Linked DNA regions of Mus musculus: region 2 is linked to region 1. The links are chromatin contacts, called in public Hi-C maps. All regions are on one chromosome and are shown on one strand. The core of a region is the stretch at or near the end of the contact, and the rest is flanking DNA. Distances in the headings are between cores, read along the strand shown.

Evidence for each region. A called contact is a pair of places that touch in the nucleus more often than the background predicts.
Region 2: a contact with region 1 is called in a Hi-C map of cerebellum, with 4 times the contacts expected there. The contact joins two enhancer-like sites. A contact is called at or near these places in 3 of 484 Hi-C or Micro-C datasets (cerebellar granule neurons and cerebellum) and 1 of 115 datasets of contacts at active chromatin or transcription factors (stem cell-derived neural progenitor cells).

The regions. Positions count from the first base shown.
Region 1 is chr11:18,013,455-18,016,203 of GRCm38.p6, reverse strand. No RefSeq gene overlaps it. Among named protein-coding and RNA genes, the nearest start is that of Gm31505, 15 kb to the right of the region's middle. Within about 2 kb of position 1,388, at least 6 of the 459 cell types and tissues checked have an H3K27ac peak or open chromatin away from gene starts, as enhancers often do. A contact at or near this core is called in cerebellum, where this site is marked.
Region 2 is chr11:18,579,926-18,582,639 of GRCm38.p6, reverse strand. No RefSeq gene overlaps it. Among named protein-coding and RNA genes, the nearest start is that of Gm12022, 88 kb to the right of the region's middle. Within about 2 kb of position 1,394, at least 25 of the 459 cell types and tissues checked have an H3K27ac peak or open chromatin away from gene starts, as enhancers often do. A contact at or near this core is called in cerebellum, where this site is marked.

The DNA.
Region 1 (2,749 bases), core at 139-2,638:
GTTATTCTGAAGCAAAACTGACAACTAATACATGTAGTCATTTATGCGTGTGCATGCTGTGTGTGTGTGTGTCTGTGTGTGTGTCTGTGTGTGTGTGTGTGTGTGTGTGTGTGTGTGTGTGTGTGTGTTCAGGAAGAATGATGTAGTCTCCTGAGGTAGAAGAAATGTTACATTGCTTAAGCTTGGCTGCTCCAACTCCCAGGAATAGTTAGGTAAGTTTTCTTGGTGAAGTGGTAGGTGCCAATTAGACATAGTCCAGCTCAAGGCAGACCGTCCACACTCCTTCAGTGTGGAATATAAAGCTGGCGAATCCCACTGTCTGACACCAACCTCCAGACCTGGGTTGACTGCATTGGTTTTCTTCTGCAGAAATGTACAGGCTATTTTCTTACCCTTCCCCTGAGCTAGGATATGGAGATTAAAATGTACCTACTGAGGAGGTAATGCATTTGATATTAAGGATCCATCCGTGTGTATGTCTTTGGAGTATAATGGTTCCTTTGGAGCTATTATTGCTATGCTGTGAATAGATATTAGGAAGAATACTCACAGAGTGGCTAAAGGAGATCACATATTAACTACTGTCAGACTTTAACATTATTCAAAACTGGGCTTTTTTTTTTCTTTGTAATTCCTGGGGTTTAATGCCTCTCTACTTTGTAAACTGAGCACTTTTCAAAGAAAGCTCTGAATTCCTACAGAGCTTTCTTTAGGTGAGCTTTGATCTTTGCAGAGCACCTATCTTGTGTCTCTGTAATTGCCCTGCTTTAACAAGGCTCCCTAGCACGTGGAGGGGAAAATCCTTTTATTAAGGCTATAAACCTAACTGACCACGGTGATGGAGTGCACAGCTTGGGGGTAGCCTGGAGCTCCCCAGGAAAGGAGGGGGAAAAAAAGATGGGGAAGTCTTCATGTTAAAACAAAATGAAATATTTATTAAATGTGTTTCCGGTGTTGCAGGCGGTCAGGAGCTGCACTGTAGGCCGCTGAAAGGTTTGTGAATGCTGATTTCAACAATAGGGTAAAAGCTAAGGAAGTTATGCTGTATTTTTGGCTAAAGATGACAGCTCCGGGTTTCAAGTTGCACAAAGCAGTCTGAGGGATTAAACTGACGAAGGCTACTTAAAAGTATTGAGTTTCGGGAAGTGTGATCTTCCAATATGGGGGATTCCTCATTTGCTCTGACTTAACCGTATTAATCTTACTTTACAAATGCACGTGGTGGTTTGTATCATGTTTAATTAACTGATGGAGGAGGGTTCCAGTGGTAAAAGTGGCACCCCGCTAAGCTCTGTCCGTATGGCAAATTCGAATCACATCCTTAGCCTTGCAAGAACAAAATATCCCACGAGTCACTGATGACAGGATGTAGGAATTGAAATCAGGTCCCTCCTGTTGTTTGAGATTCCGTGGAGGGCGCCTGCCATATGCCCATCACTGGCAGTGGTGGGGGAGGGTTGGGAAATGACAGGATAAAAGAAAGGAGGATTCTAGTTTCCCCAATATGTTCAAGTCTCAGATGAAAACGATGCACAGTGGTGCTGTACAGAGGCCAAAATTCACATGAAAGTGTGTCTCAAACTTCTCAGCGAAATGAAAGGAGTTTGTGGTGGTTTTGATATGCGCCCTTTGTTTCCTCTGTAGAAAAGGCTGCTGGGGGGAGGGGGGGTTGACAATGGCTAGGTGAAAATGCTTTGGGATTGAGTTTGATATCATGTACAGAAATGTGTTTACTTAAGTCGTTTTTAAATAGAATGTATTTGTATTAGGTTTGACACGGATAACGTCTTTAGAGTTTAACTTTTTTTTTTTTGAAGTGGGAATTTGGAAATTGTCTAACTTACCTCAAAAGTCTGTAATAACTGATGTTTAAGATAAAAATATAAGTTAACTCTTGATTTTCTTAACGATTTAATCATTTTAAAATGCATTTTAAGTACTTTGGTATGATAATAGAAGCTTGAAAATGGGTAAAAAATCAATTTTGGTCCTTAATATGATGACAAGCAGACTTGTATGCGCTCTTTAAGTTTTTTTTATTATTTGCACATCACAAGCTTATTGTAATCATCTTACAACTTAATCTTCTATTCTGATTTTTCTCCCACTTCATATCTTGCCATTTATTTCCCACATTTTTGATATAAACCCATCATTTTTATTGACAGCATAATTTTCCATCAAATGAATGTTATTTTTTTTTAAATTGTGTGCGTGTGTGCACGTGGATGCTTGAGTTTGCTATAGGCATGTGTGCATGCCGTGTGGTATATGTGGATACCATGAGGTTGCCAGTGGGAAGTCTTTTCTACTGAGTTTTGTTAGGCAGGGTCTTCTGGATTTTTCTCTTTCTCAACCCTTAAGCACTAGGATTACAGGCACACACCACTCTACAGTCGTGAGAATTAGAGATCTGAACTTGTGCCCCCATGCTTCAGACCAAGGAGTTTGCCCACTGGGCCAAGCCCACTATCTTCCTTTTCTAACCATGCTCCTGTTAATTAAAATTAAATTAAAATTAACAGGATGATTAAAAACCTTCTAGTTTTGGTGTTACAAATGTCATCAAGACAATATTTTGGTAGGCATACATTGTTCCACGTTTTAAATCATTGCCTTAGAAAAGATCTCCCTCAGATGCACACTTCTTTAATAAGTGAACATAATTCTGTTCCAAAAATAAATGGAAAATAAAACACTGTGAAACCCTCGCTGTTGATTAAAGTGAACACGTACCCAATTCATGTGC
Region 2 (2,714 bases), core at 145-2,644, 570 kb before region 1:
GACAAGGGTTTGGCCGCCGCTAGACTTGTCTCTTTGCCAAGAGTGAGTGCCATGTGAAATCTGACAGCTGTCTTCCTGTCCCCTCCAGTCTGCTGTGTCACAGGAGCCAGGGAAAGGCAGGGGCACCCACAGCACCAGTTTTGGGGCAGGTGGCCCCATGAGAAGGCCTGTCCCCACTCTTCTCTCCCATTTATAAGTCATGACAGATTTACTCATCTTACTCCAAGCCATTGGAAAGGACTTGAGAGCTGTGTATCCCTTGCTCACCCACCCATTCTGTATATGAATGTGGAGGTCCTGTACTCCTTTATGCTCAGGGGTTCCCCTGAGATTTGTAGACCCTGAGCTGTGAAGAAAATGAACTGGCTTTCTCAAGCTTCTTCTTGCTTGAGAATCCTTGCCAGGGACTTTTTGATGTTAGCTTATTTCTACACTTAAGTATGTTTCCTCTTGCCAGTGTGCTATTTTCTCTTAATGTTTTTCAATTAAGATGTTCTGAGTGTCTCAGACTGGTTTGAGCTCATCTCAGGAATCCCTTAAATAGACAGGTGGTTCCAATCTCCCTTACCCTGATTGCCTTGAAAACTTATTTGTGAATCTTTTTGCTGCTAAAAGATGCTTGTATGCCTTCCAGTGAACATCTGTTTATTTTTGCATTGTGATTTTGTGGCTAGCTGTTGATGCTGCCTGTCATTTCCCAGTGACTACAGAGGATCTCCCTCTTAAAGGTAGATCCATGGCCGTGGAGAAATATAACATGCCGTGGCAACTTTATCTTCTCATGTTCCACCTGGCAGCTGGGCTGATGAAGCAGCAATACCCTGGCTGGAAACTCCAATGGCCTCTGACTCTTGTAACTTAGTTAGCCAACCCCCTTTCCCCAGGCAACAAGGCAGCTCTTGACAAAGCATGGGAGTTGGCGCCACAATGCCCTTGCTGACCTGACCATTAAAATTCAAAGTAGGAAGTCTCCAGTGGAAAAGTTCTGGCTTTAAGATCATGTCTTGTGAACAGATGGATTAAAGCCAAGTGGCTGGCTGCTCCCTCTTGCCAATGCTGGAGAGCTATTCCTATCCCGCATGGCTTCTACTCTCGCTGAATAATCAGGCTCCTTCTGGCCACCTGGAAAATACAGAGTCAAACACCTGTTTAAGTAGAGGTGGTGAGCTCTGGGCCTGCCACCACCAATCCATCTGCAGCCACAGCGCAACATTTACCAGCTGCTTTACTTAGCATGAGGTGGGAGCCTGCTATACTTCGATGAAAGCTTCAACAATACCCTTAAAGCATCGTAACACATGACAATTTCCACATCGGTGGGGACATGCAGGCTCAGAACTGATGCCTGCCAAGGTTTCCAGGGCTGGGGGAAGGCTGCAAGAGCTCAGCCCAGGCCCCACTGAACATGGACTCACTGCTGGTCTCTTAAGAACTGGGCTGAGGCAATCATTCTCTAGGAGCAGAAGGTGGCTGGGCCTAGTTGGCACTCCATTCCAGGAAAATGAATGCATTCTGTCGGAAGCACTGTGGAGACCATCATTTTCCACAGAGCAGTTCTCTCCTTTGTCTGGGGATAGCTCAGCATATAGAGAAAGCCTGAGAGAAAAGAACAGAGTATAAAGTTTGTGCCTTTTATATTGGTTTGTGTACAGCATCTGTGGTGCCCGTTGGGCTAGGAGCTACTAGCTCTTTGCTCCTTTAATTCTTTGATTGTCACCAATGCCAGGCTAATAAAAATAGTCATTAACACAAGCACACTATGGTATAAAGCAACAGCATGCTCCATCCCAATACCCAGGCCTTGTTTCTCAGAAGCAGAATGTGTTTCTGGAGAACCTCGGGTAGTTTGGTAGGAAGACGCTTGAAGAAATTCTAGAGTCTGGTTCTTACAGTTATTTATGAATAATAAAACTTTAAGGAAGAAATTATTGCCATCTTCGGTTTCTGGCCTGGGGATTTTACATCAAGGCAGAATGTTACATTGAATTAAAGTTTTTAATGAGTGTTCAGCATGTGCAATGCTTTCTAATAATTTATATTTCCAAACTTTAACCCTATGAGGAATATATTTTCCTTATAGGTGAAGAACATGATGTGAACAGAGTTGCCTACCCCCAACATCTTTGTAAGTGAGTGCTAGAGGCAGGAGTGAATCCAAGCAGTGGGGGCTTAGAGTCTGCAAACCACTCTGGTTCTATGAATCACTGGGGAACAATTATGTTCATCTACCACCAGACTGTTTAGGAGATAATTCATTTTTAAAGATTGCACAGCATCTTGCTCCTTAAGTATGTTTTTCACACTTGTTTTAGAAACTACTCTTTCAGACAGCTCTTGTCAAATAATTAAAACACTTTCTCCCACAGGTCCTCTGTGGCCTCATAGAGACGAGAGGATTGAGGCCATAACTGGGTTCTTGTCACATCTGGTAATGATCCTACTCCTTAAGAGGCTTTCTGTCCCATTACTTCTCAGACCTTTGTGATCAAAGGTCCTTTGCTGATTTGTGATATGAAGGCAATATAGGCATAGAACGGTATGGAAAGTGTGAGAAGAGGAGAGTGACTTTTCCTGTCTCTTCCTTCCACTCCTTATGAAGTTTCCTATGTTTCTGCTGTGTCACAGTTGTCTGAGCCAACTAAGAAATTGTCCTTATCTTGTTGAATATGACTGGCTCAAGACTCTAGTCAAAACGGTCAAGAAAGGAACTTGTC